Regions from separate parts of the Mus musculus genome. Here region 2 is linked to region 1. Evidence: chromatin contacts called from public HiChIP or PLAC-seq data. All regions are on one chromosome and are shown on one strand. The core of a region is the stretch at or near the end of the contact, and the rest is flanking DNA. Distances in the headings are between cores, read along the strand shown. Region 1 holds the start of Cd160 (CD160 antigen). Region 2 overlaps Pdzk1 (PDZ domain containing 1).

Region 1 (5,154 bases), core at 2,562-5,061:
AACCAGAGGTTAGGAAGGGACCAGAGAGGAGGAGAGAATCTCCCAAGGAAGAGGAAATAGAACAAAGCCTATGGTGAGACAAGGGGAAACTAGAATGAGAGAATTAAATAGGGTGAGGGATAGGTGGGACTAAGGATGGAATATGGAGAAGACCGTTTGAAAAGCCATGGGGAAATCTACTACCGTAGATGTGTCCTAAAAGGACATATGAGAAGAATCTTACTGCAGTCACCAATAAACAGAGGAAAGAATGCCACAACCAGACATCTTATGCCACCAAGGAAAACCTCCAACAGTAGGAATAGGTTACGTGTTGCTGAGTTGTTGGCCAAAGGGCCACATGGAAAGCCCCAAACATCACAGGCTATTGCCAAGGCCACCAGTTGTTCTCCACAGTCTGATCATGGAGAAGTCAAGCTGGAGTCTAGCTAGAAGCTTCACCCCTTACTGGGCAGCACTCAAGGCACTGAGAAGAAACGTGCACACTACTGGAGGGAAAGGAAATTAGCAACAGCGCCCAGCTGTAAAATCTGCAACCTCCAACAGTGACCTACGGGCAGGGTGTACTGGGGCAATAGTGGCACAAATGTCATGGGAGTAGCCAACCCCCTTTTTTAAAAAATGGCCTTAGAACCATGCCATGAGACGTGGCCCGGATCCTGGGACCTCAGAGAGAACCTACTGCTACTGCTGTTCTGCTAAAGGAACTTAGCAATACCCTGACTCCTGCAGGCTACTGTTAGACTCAAGGATCCGCCATGACTCCTGCAGGCTACTGTTAGCCCCATGGATCTGTGCCTTACATCAGAGAAGCTACTTTTTGCTATAGGCGGGGCTTAACACAGAGATTCACAGCTGGGCAGAGTGCAGAGAGTGAGAGACTTTGGAGCAGTCAGTCCTAAATGTGATGTCTTCATCAAACCCCTCTGCTCAGGACTCAGGGAGCTATGCAGAAGAGGAGGCAGAAAGGTTGTGAGAGCCAGAGGAGACAGATGACACCAAGAAAACAGTGTATTCCAGACACAATAAGAATGTGGCAGTGCACACAAGACCTGCACAGATTCAAGCAAGAGAAGGTCCCAGCACTGAGAGGGGGAGAGTGGACACAAGTCCCACCCCTAACAAGAACTATCTGCAGTTGATACCCACCAGCAAAGGGAAAATCAGTTTTCTCTAATGGAGTCTTACTGGGTACGTCAACCATCTTCAGGGCTGGCCCCATGCCCAGGAGAAGCTAGCCAACGCAAATCAGAGCCAGTGGCATTTTGGTTGACTTCTTTGCTTGGTTTGTTTGTTTGTTTTTTATCTTATTAGACTTTTGCTTGTTTAATTTTCATTCTGTGGGGGGTTTGTTTCTCATTCAGTTTGTTTTCTCATTCTTTCTTATTTTGATTGTTTTTTGAGAGAGAACAAAAAATATGCAGGTAGCGAGGTGGGGGAGAATCTAGGAGTGAGGAGGAAACATGATGATCAAAATATATTGTTTGAAGAAAAAATTTAATTAAAAAAAAAGAAAAACGGATGAGTAGTTTTTGGGGTCGCGAGCAATGCACCACTGGAGGGATTGAAGCAAAGATATGACAGGATAAGGAGTCAGTGATGGTGCACGCCATTAATCTCAGTTCTCAGGAGGGTGAGGCGGGTGGGTCTCTGTGAGTTCAAGGCCAGCCAAGGCTGCACACTGAGATCCTGTTTTTAAAATTGGGGGGGGGGGGAAGAGGGGGAGGAGGGAAGGAAGGAAGGAAACTGCAAGTATCATAACAATAGTGTTACCAAACTTAGGGTCACAGCTGCACCCTCAAGAAGCCAGTTAAAACAGCCAAATTAATAGTTAAATTTAAAAAAATACAGTTTTATTCAATGTGGCCACATTGGGATGAAGGACAAAGAGATCAAGTAAGCCTTTCAAGTCCATCTTTGGGGTCCTGAAGTGAGAGCTAGGTATTTTTGTTTGTTTGGTTGGTTTGGTTTTGGTTTTTCGAGACAGGGTTTCTCTGTATAGCCCTGGCTGTCCTGGAACTCACTAGGTTTTAAGGAGGGCTCAGAGACTGAAGCTCCATGGTTAAAAAGCACTTGCTTTCTTATAGAATCCCCAGGTAACTCCTGAAGATATATAACTCCAGTTTCAGGGAATCTTTATGCTTTCTTCTGGCCTGCAGTGGGCACCAGACACAAGCACAAACACAAGAACAAAAACTATACATATACACAAAATAAATAAACCTTTAGAAATATAATCTAAATAGAAGGCCAAAGATATGCACAGCTGAGCAGTCCCCATCAGGGTGTGGTTCTGTCCATCTTTGTCTGGGCTTTGCTCTCATCCCATCAAGAGACCTCACGGGTTTTTAGAGAATCTTGCTGAGGGACAAATCCCCACCTCAGGCCGCAGACTTTTCCTTCTCCCGGCAGAAGACTCTTGGGGACATTTCTACTTCTTTGACTCCATTCTCTCAATGGTCTGATAGTCAACTGAAGAAACAGCGTCTCATTTCTGGCAGACCCAGTACAGTAGGAGCTGCTGCAAACAGAAGAGCAGCAACTGCTTTGTCCACCCAAAGCTTTGAAGCTGCGATGGCTGAGCAGGGCCGCGTGTATGTGTCACGGGGCACAGTGAGGCAGACTGTCCTTTTGGTTAAGAAGTTGATTCGGTGAGTTTTTAATGCCTTGGACATACAAACAGGCAAAGACCAGCATAGTCTGGGGTGTGAGGAGAGTTTAGTCCTCAGCATCACGGATAGACAGAGAGCCTGGCAGGCCTCTAATGGAAGCTCAGGCCGGGGAGGCAGAGTGAGTCTCTTTTTCTATGAGTCTCAGTGGAGGAAGATTCCATAGCATGAGCCTGTGGTCGGGCTAGAGAAGGAAATTCCAGGGAAGGGATGTGTAACTCCCAGGTTGTGGAAGACGTGTGGGGGAGGGCTACTCTAATTGAAGTGTACCCATTATACAGGTGAGTGGGTGCGTTAGCATGATGTCAGGGAGTGTGTTTGCTGACTCACAGATAGGGTCTTCTGTAAGGTGACTGTCTCCCTGTAGCAGCAGGGAGCCCAGAATCAACATTATAACAGATGGGTTGTGCTCTGAACATCGCATCCTCTGGGTAAAGGCTACAACCAGCTCTCAGAGACATGCTCTTGGTGGCTGTGAGACTTCAGGCGAGTGTGGGCTGATTAGCCATAGGAATGAATCTAACACCAGGCCAACTATGATGTCTTGTTGTTGTTGTTATTGTTGTTGTTGTGAGGCAGAGTCTCTAGCCTAGACTGGCCTTAAACTTCTGATCTTCCTCCAGTCCTAGGGCTACAGGTCTGGTCTATTTTTAGTGCCCCCCAAATAGCCATTCCTTGCCCACCATAGTTTCAGACTGACATCTTAAGACTAAAAGATAAAAGCCTTTTTGGGATGAATTAACTTAACAAAGCCCTACTTCAAATCAAAAGGTATTCACGGAAAAGATGCAGCACCTTTATCCCCGAGAGCATGTCTTCTGGTCATTCTGTTACCAGTGTCCTCCTTCTCACGCCTTCATTTCCAAAGGTAAAGAAATCTATTTTAAGGAGTCATTTTTTCTCAGTCTTCTTTGAACCTTAGTGCATTTCAAAAGAGAGAGAGAAGTCAGGGGGTGTGATGGAGCAACAGGAGAGAGTAAAAACTACAGGGGCGGGGGAAAGAAAGACAGGAAGACCCCCTCGCTGCTAAAAACCCATTCTGTGGTTTTTCAAAGATCAATGGTGAAAGGCCGAGCTGTGACGGAAGTGGGGAGATAGGGTTTTTAACAAGAGCAAAAGGCCCCGTGTGGGAACCCAGAACACACTCAGCGTGAGCCCCCAGCTTGAGAGCAAGGAAGAACATCTGTCCTGAGGTAAAGAGGCCTGCTGGGAACCTGGGCTCTGGGAGGAGAGATGGAATGCTTAGCAGAACTGTTCACACAGGGCAAGCTCTCAGTTAAGCCAGTGAGAAGCTTGCTTCTCAAAGGCAAAACTAAGGCAGAAGCTGGTGGCACACGCCTTTAATCCCAGCACTCAGGAAGCAGAGGCAAGTGGAGTTTGAGGCTAGCCTGCTCTACAGAGGGAGTTCCAGGACAGCCAGGGCTACACAGCAGAGAAACCCCTGGATGGTGGGGGCTGGGGGGGGGGAGATCTAGAAGGGGGGGCATAGAGACAGACAGAGAGAGACTACTCATGTCAGATGGTTGGTATGCTCATCCTTCTCATGGGCTTCAGGTCCTTGGCTGGTTCAGACACGCCTTAAATGGCAGAGGGCCACACCACATTCCTAAGAGGGAAGTCTCAAAGTCTCAGAGAGCACTTTAGAGTTAAGCCTGGGCAGCTTAGCTCACACATGCTGTGCTGAGTCCTACAGGCTGCTCTCTTTAGTTCTGTGTTCGTGAGAAGACAGTAGGTGAGAGTCATCCCTTTTCATAAATATCAAGGAGATAAAGATCACTGCAAGAAAGCAACCAAAGGTTGCCAAGCCTGCGCTAAAGCCCTCAGGCCCAGCCTGGGCTGTGAACTACCTTCATGGAGCGTCTCTGAAGGGTGTTCATGTCCCAGAGGTCACACACTGGAGACGACAGAGCAAGGGCAGCCTTTAGCCACGGCATGATTTGGGCAGAGGAAGCCAGCCAATTCATTCCTGGGTTTATAAGAAATGGACAATTCTCCCTAAGTTCAGTCCCGGCCACTTCCTTGGGGGAGGGGGGGGGGAACACACCTTCTGCCTGTGAATCAGAGGTGGTTGTTAACCAAGGGGATGTGTGACCCTCTGCAAGTTCAGCTCGCAAATGGGATTTGTGAATCTGGGGATAAAACGCATCTCCGCCTGTGTCAGTCTCGACTAGGGAGCGGCCAATTGCTTCCACGGTAGACTCTGCCACTGGTAGAAAGCATGGGTTATCGTCAAAGCTGCCGGCAGCTGTCATAGCTGTCGCCACTTCATTAAACTAGACAGGGGTTGTTCCTGCAGAGAACACCCACGTGGAGGCTCAAAACCTCTAGAACTCCAGTTCCAGGGGATCCGATGCCCTCTTCTGGTCTCCACAGGCACCAGGCACACAAGTGATCACAGACATGCATGCAGGCAAAACAGCCCTACCCGCAAAATAAAATATTGAAATTTAAAAGGAGAAATTCTGATAGATATAGGATGGACACT
Region 2 (5,193 bases), core at 2,436-4,935, 35 kb before region 1:
TAGCCATCTTTATCTCTCATCAAACAGCGCGCCACCAGCATCCCTCACCAGCAGCAGAGAGAATATGGGCGGGGGACATCACTAGTGTCAGGTGATGCATTAACACTCACCCGATGGCCCCTTTCCTGTAATACAACTCGTTTCTGGAAGGCAGTTATCTACGTGTCAACATCTTTTCTGAACTACAAACCTCTTCTACTCTCTGTATAACAATTAAAGATATAGCCAGCCAACTAGCATGGCTCCCAATTCCAGCCAGTTTCTCAGGGAAATACCAAGAACTCTGGTCAACAGTGTGGCATGGTGTGTTCCTCTGAAACCACAGAAACAGGACCCTCTAGGACCAGGGATTCTCAAGTATGCTCCTCTAAGCATAGGCCAGTGACATCTTAGGACAGTTGAGACTGGACCTCAACTGAGAGTACTATAATGTCTCAGGAGGCTAGGGCTTAGATACCAGCTTCAGCAACAATATGGGGTTATAACATGATGACAGATGCTCAAAAATGTGCTGAATAAGTACATGAACATGCGGCTTCTCTAGGCCAGGAAAAGAGATGATCAGTCTTACTCAATGGTAACTATCACACACACACACACACACACACACAAAAAAAAAACAAACAAACTCCTCCTTGCTTCCCCTCCACCTTCACCCTACAGGATCTAGAAAAGAACAATGAAGCCCTGTAGTGGTGGTGCATGCCTTTAGTCCCCTCACTCAGGCAGGTGCATCTCTGAGTTCAAGATCAGCCAGGTCTACAGAGTAAATTCCAGAAAAGCCAAGGCTACCCAGAGAAACCCTGTCTCGAAAAACCACACAAACAATGAAGAGGCATCAGCCCTTGAATTGAAAGACTAGCCTAACAAACACTAGGGAAGAGTGCCCGCACCCCACTCAGCCCTTGCTGCTGTCCAATGTGGCCAAAGTCCTGATCTCTCTTTGTACAACTGCAGAGAAAGGGTTCCTACTGGAAAAGAGTGAAGAGAGTGACGCCACCCTGCGCATACGTAGCAACTGCAGCGAAGCTGTCCTTAGCCAGCATCTGTCTTCGAGAAGGCTATTGTTTGGTCCTCACCCCAAGCTCACCTTGGATAGTTTTCAGAGAGAAGCCAAAGCTGTTGCCCTCCTTCACCAGGTAGCAGAGCCGTGGCTGGGCACACGGCTCCACCGCTCCGTTCATCCCAGGGCCCGGTTTCTTATCATTCAGAGCGGCCTCCCTCTGGCTTTGATCCAGCTCTTTCAAATCCACCTGATTTTTCACAGCCTTCTCATAGGAGTCTCCATCCAGGACCAGCAGAGTCACTGAATTCCCACTCTTTCTGACCAGCTCCACCACCTAGGAAGAAAGGGGGAGAGTGGTAAAGGGTACCCTCCCCACATCAACTGCAGGAGGAAGATGCTCATCGTGTGTCCCTAAAGATGGCAAGGCTGACTTGATACCCATACCCCTAAGCAGAGGGGTATCAGACACCTTCACCACTACATCCTAGGGGAGGATTAGACTGGGTCCCTGGCATTGTGGGAATCCAGGAAGCCCTTACAAGGACTGGTCTTTCTCAGAGATGAGTGCTCTAGAGCGGCTGTTTTCAGCCTGTGTGTCATAACCCCTTTGTCGCCTATCAGATATCCAGCACAACAGATATTTACATTATGATTCATAACAGTAGCATAATTACAGTTATGAAGTATCAACAGAAATAATGTTATGGTTGAGGGTCACCATAGCATGAGGAACTGTGTTACAGGGTCTCAGCATCAGGAAAAATGAGAACGGCTGAGCTAGAGAGCACAGTGGGGCTTCTCAGGCCTAGGAAGGAGCAGCATGGTACAGTGAGATGGGGCAAGGCCAGCCTCTCGCATATGCTCACCACGTGAATGTTAACAGGCTAAGTCACCTACATATGGCTGCCTCGTCTGTGCAATCGCCAGCTCGTGCTGAGGGGCTAACAGGTTATTCAGATAAAATTGTCTAGCTCACAGCAAATGGGCAATGCATGTTCAGCCTGATACTATTAAAGTACAACATTTTTTACTGTATTGATTGATTGGCTTTATAACAGGGCACATGCCATGGCACACGCAGGTGGAAATCAGAGGACACTTGTGGAAGTCAGTTCTCTTCTTCCACCAAGTAGGGATTTGAACTCAGGTCACCAGGCTTGGCAGCAAGCACCTTCACCCACTGAGCCACATTGACAGCCCCTGAAGTATAAGAATTCTTACAGTTCTCAGTTAATTATAAGCAACTAGACTGTCTGACATAAAATATGATAATAAATCCATGCCAGTGGCAGGCAGAAAAGAAGCAAGCTCCTCTGGTCCCCAAAACCGTAACGGGCAGAGATATGGAGGCTGGAGAGATGCTAGAACCCCAGCTGTCCACTCACCTGCGCATGCTCCTCCTTGTCGACAAAGACACCATTGATCCTGAGCACCCTGTCACCGTCCAGGAGCCCCGCCTTCTCTGCTGGGCTCCCCTCCTCAATCACCCGGATCAGGTGACCATCAGTGTCCTTCTCAATTCGGAGAAAGAAGCCATAGTTCTGCCCCTCTTGTTTGGACAATTTACACTCTCTGGGGTTGAAGGTGGAGGCCATTTCTGTGATTAAAAACAAATGGATAAGTCCATGGGCAATCCAAGGAAATCTAGTTGAAGCATGAAGCCCTGAGAGCATCCAGACACCGCTTATGCCTCTGCTTGTCGGGATCCATTCTTCCACGTGCAGTACAGCAATGCTGGGGCCCAGGGAGCCTTTGTGCAGAGCACGCTCATGATTTCCAAATCTACTCCCCAAGAATGGTCTTTTCACCTAGTGTCAGACCCACGCATCCAATTGCATGCTTAACACAGAGGCTCCACCTCTAATGCCAACCAAACTCAACTTTGTCCCCTGTCCTAAAGAAGGTTAAGTCTAAAAACAATGATCCAGAAAGTTTAAGGAGCCAAATCTACCTTCTTTTAATTACCATTCTAAATAATGGGATTCATTTGGGCATGTGCTGGTGTGGATGTGCATGCCTGTTTATGTGTGTGTGTTGCATGTGCATGTGTGTGCACGTGTGTGTATGTATGTATTTGTGTGCCCGTGTGTGTGTGTGTGTGTGTGTGTGTGTGTGTGTGTGTGCCTTTGCATGTGCCTCTGAGTGTGTGTGTGTGTGTGTGTGTGTGTGTGTGTGTGTGTGCATGTGCCTAGAAATCAAAGGTGACGTCAGGTGTCTCTCAATCCTTCTCCACCTTATTTATTGAAACAGGTTCTCTCAATGGACCCAGAGCTCACTGATAGTAGCTGGCCAGTAGGTCCATAGTCCTCCATCTCTACCCCTTCAGTGTGAGGACTTGCAACACCCTGCCTGGCTTTTTACAGGCTTCCTGGGGCTCCAAATTCCTGTCCTCAAGCTTGCACAGAAGCACTTTGACACACACTCAGCCTCCCAGCTCTCCGTGCTCTGCCCACACCCACCTCCAAGGAGTGCACCAGCACTCAGAGCTGATGAGCCTCTCAGGTTCTAAGTGTTAAGGATAGACCTGTGAATAAGAGGAGCCAAGTTCTGACTCTCAAACTTGGTAGAATGTTTTTCATAACTGTATTTTTAAAACAAGATGTGATGTGTGTCATGCTGTGGAAGAAGGAGAGAGGTGCAGGATGGCACAAGAAGGGTCTTTGGAAAGAAGGACCAGGCTGGGGAGGAATAAGACAGGCTCCCTGGAGAAACGACTTTCCAAGAAGTACAGGGTTCTGGGAGGCAGGTGAGGCAAGACAGGGCAAGGCAGGCTTCAAACAACTGAGGGGAGGGGTGGGGAAGAGAGGGAAGGGAAGGAGAAGGGAGAGGAGGGGGAGGGAGAGGAGGGAAGGGGAGGGGAGCGGAGGGGAGGAGAAGGGAGGGGAGAGGAAGGAAGGAGAAGAGAGGGGAGGGGAGGAGAGGGGGGAGGGGAGAGAAGGGGAGGGGAATGGAAGGGAGGTGGGAGGGAAATGGAGGGGAGGGGAATGGAAGGGAGGTGGGAGGGAAACGGAGGGGAGAGGAGAGGAGAGGAGAGGAGAAAAGCTAATCCAGGCCTCAGGCCTAGCTGCTAAGCTGGTGATGTAATAGGAGAGATGAGTGTCCCCAGCTCATGCAAGCAACCCTAAGCAAATGCAGCAGAGCACACAGCAGTGACCGTGGGCGGCCGTCTACGGAAGAGGGGGTTCAGCAGTAGAGGACAGGAGGATAACCAGGAGGTATGACGAAATCCATCACACACACACACACACACACACACACACACGAAACTGTGAAATAATAAATGAGGTGGGAAGGGAGAAAAATGGCCGTAGGTGGCCCAGGAGTTTCTAGTCAGATCAAAGTAAAGATGCCCAACCCAGAAAGAACTCCAATGGCAGGTAAGGACTTCCGACCCAAGGCCACTTCTGTCTCCACTTTTCCTGCCCCTCCTGTTCCCCCACTACAGGAAGCGGAGAGAACAGGAACACATGAACGACAGTAGAATCTTTACTGATAAGGAAAGTGGGCTCCCCACTCAGGATGGCGGGAGTGAGGTCCAGCCCAGCAAGAGGCTGACATAGAAAGCAAAGGGCCAAGATGGCCACAGCCCACTCCATCATCCTCAGGGCAAGCTGTCTATGTGTGTTTCCCTCATCACGGCTCCTACTTGGGGGCCAGGGAAGAGGTGACTATATAAAACATGGAGGGGACAGAACGAAGAACAGGCAACACTATGCTGCAGGCTCCCTAGAGGCTTGCTGTGGTGATTCAAAATGCCACTGGGTCTTGGTGCCTGCAGAGGCAGACAGCACACGCAGGCAGGAAGACCTCCAGCACCTGTGGCTTGGCCCCCTTAAATGCTCTCTGCAAATCTTGGTGTGAATATTCATGTGGTCAAAAAAGCACGAAAACAGACCCCCATCAGGCTTGAGGAGGAGAGAAGAACAAAGCCGCAGATACCAGTGGCCATCACCTACATCTTGGGAAAGCACAGCAGCTCTCCCACATCAAAAGGCACGACCCGGAAGGGGCCCCTGGGGAGGAAGGGGCTGAGTGCAGCCGTCTCCAGCCTGGTCTCTTCACTTGCAGGCACCAGTCCCAACTTTAACTGCTCTTTCTGCCCAGCCTGCACATGTTTCCCACCACATGCAAGCTCTGCTCTAGACCCCTGCTCAACTCCAGGGGCCTGAGAAACCTTGAAGGGATCC

The links. HiChIP or PLAC-seq counts read pairs in DNA pulled down with a chosen protein or histone mark.
Region 2: a contact with region 1 is called in an H3K4me3 HiChIP or PLAC-seq map of the SCID.adh cell line, with 47 read pairs. The contact joins the enhancer-like site here to the promoter of Cd160 in region 1. A contact is called at or near these places in 4 of 39 promoter capture datasets (cranial neural crest, epiblast stem cells, liver and 1 more), 7 of 484 Hi-C or Micro-C datasets (the C2C12 cell line, CD4 T cells, the HL-1 cell line and 2 more), 9 of 115 datasets of contacts at active chromatin or transcription factors (CD8 T cells, DN3 thymocytes, the SCID.adh cell line and 5 more) and 1 of 9 other capture datasets (liver).

The regions. Positions count from the first base shown.
Region 1 is chr3:96,813,178-96,818,331 of GRCm38.p6, reverse strand. It overlaps Cd160 (CD160 antigen), which reads left to right and starts at 3,811. Exons shown (of 5, transcript NM_018767.3): 1 at 3,811-3,862.
Region 2 is chr3:96,847,638-96,852,830 of GRCm38.p6, reverse strand. It overlaps Pdzk1 (PDZ domain containing 1), which reads right to left. Exons shown (of 9, transcript NM_021517.3): 2 at 2,392-2,603; 3 at 1,091-1,340. The coding sequence starts at 2,601. Among named protein-coding and RNA genes, the nearest start is that of 4930442L01Rik, 18 kb to the right of the region's middle. Within about 2 kb of position 3,685, at least 30 of the 459 cell types and tissues checked have an H3K27ac peak or open chromatin away from gene starts, as enhancers often do. A contact at or near this core is called in CD8 T cells, the SCID.adh cell line, T-cell acute lymphoblastic leukemia and 1 more, where this site is marked.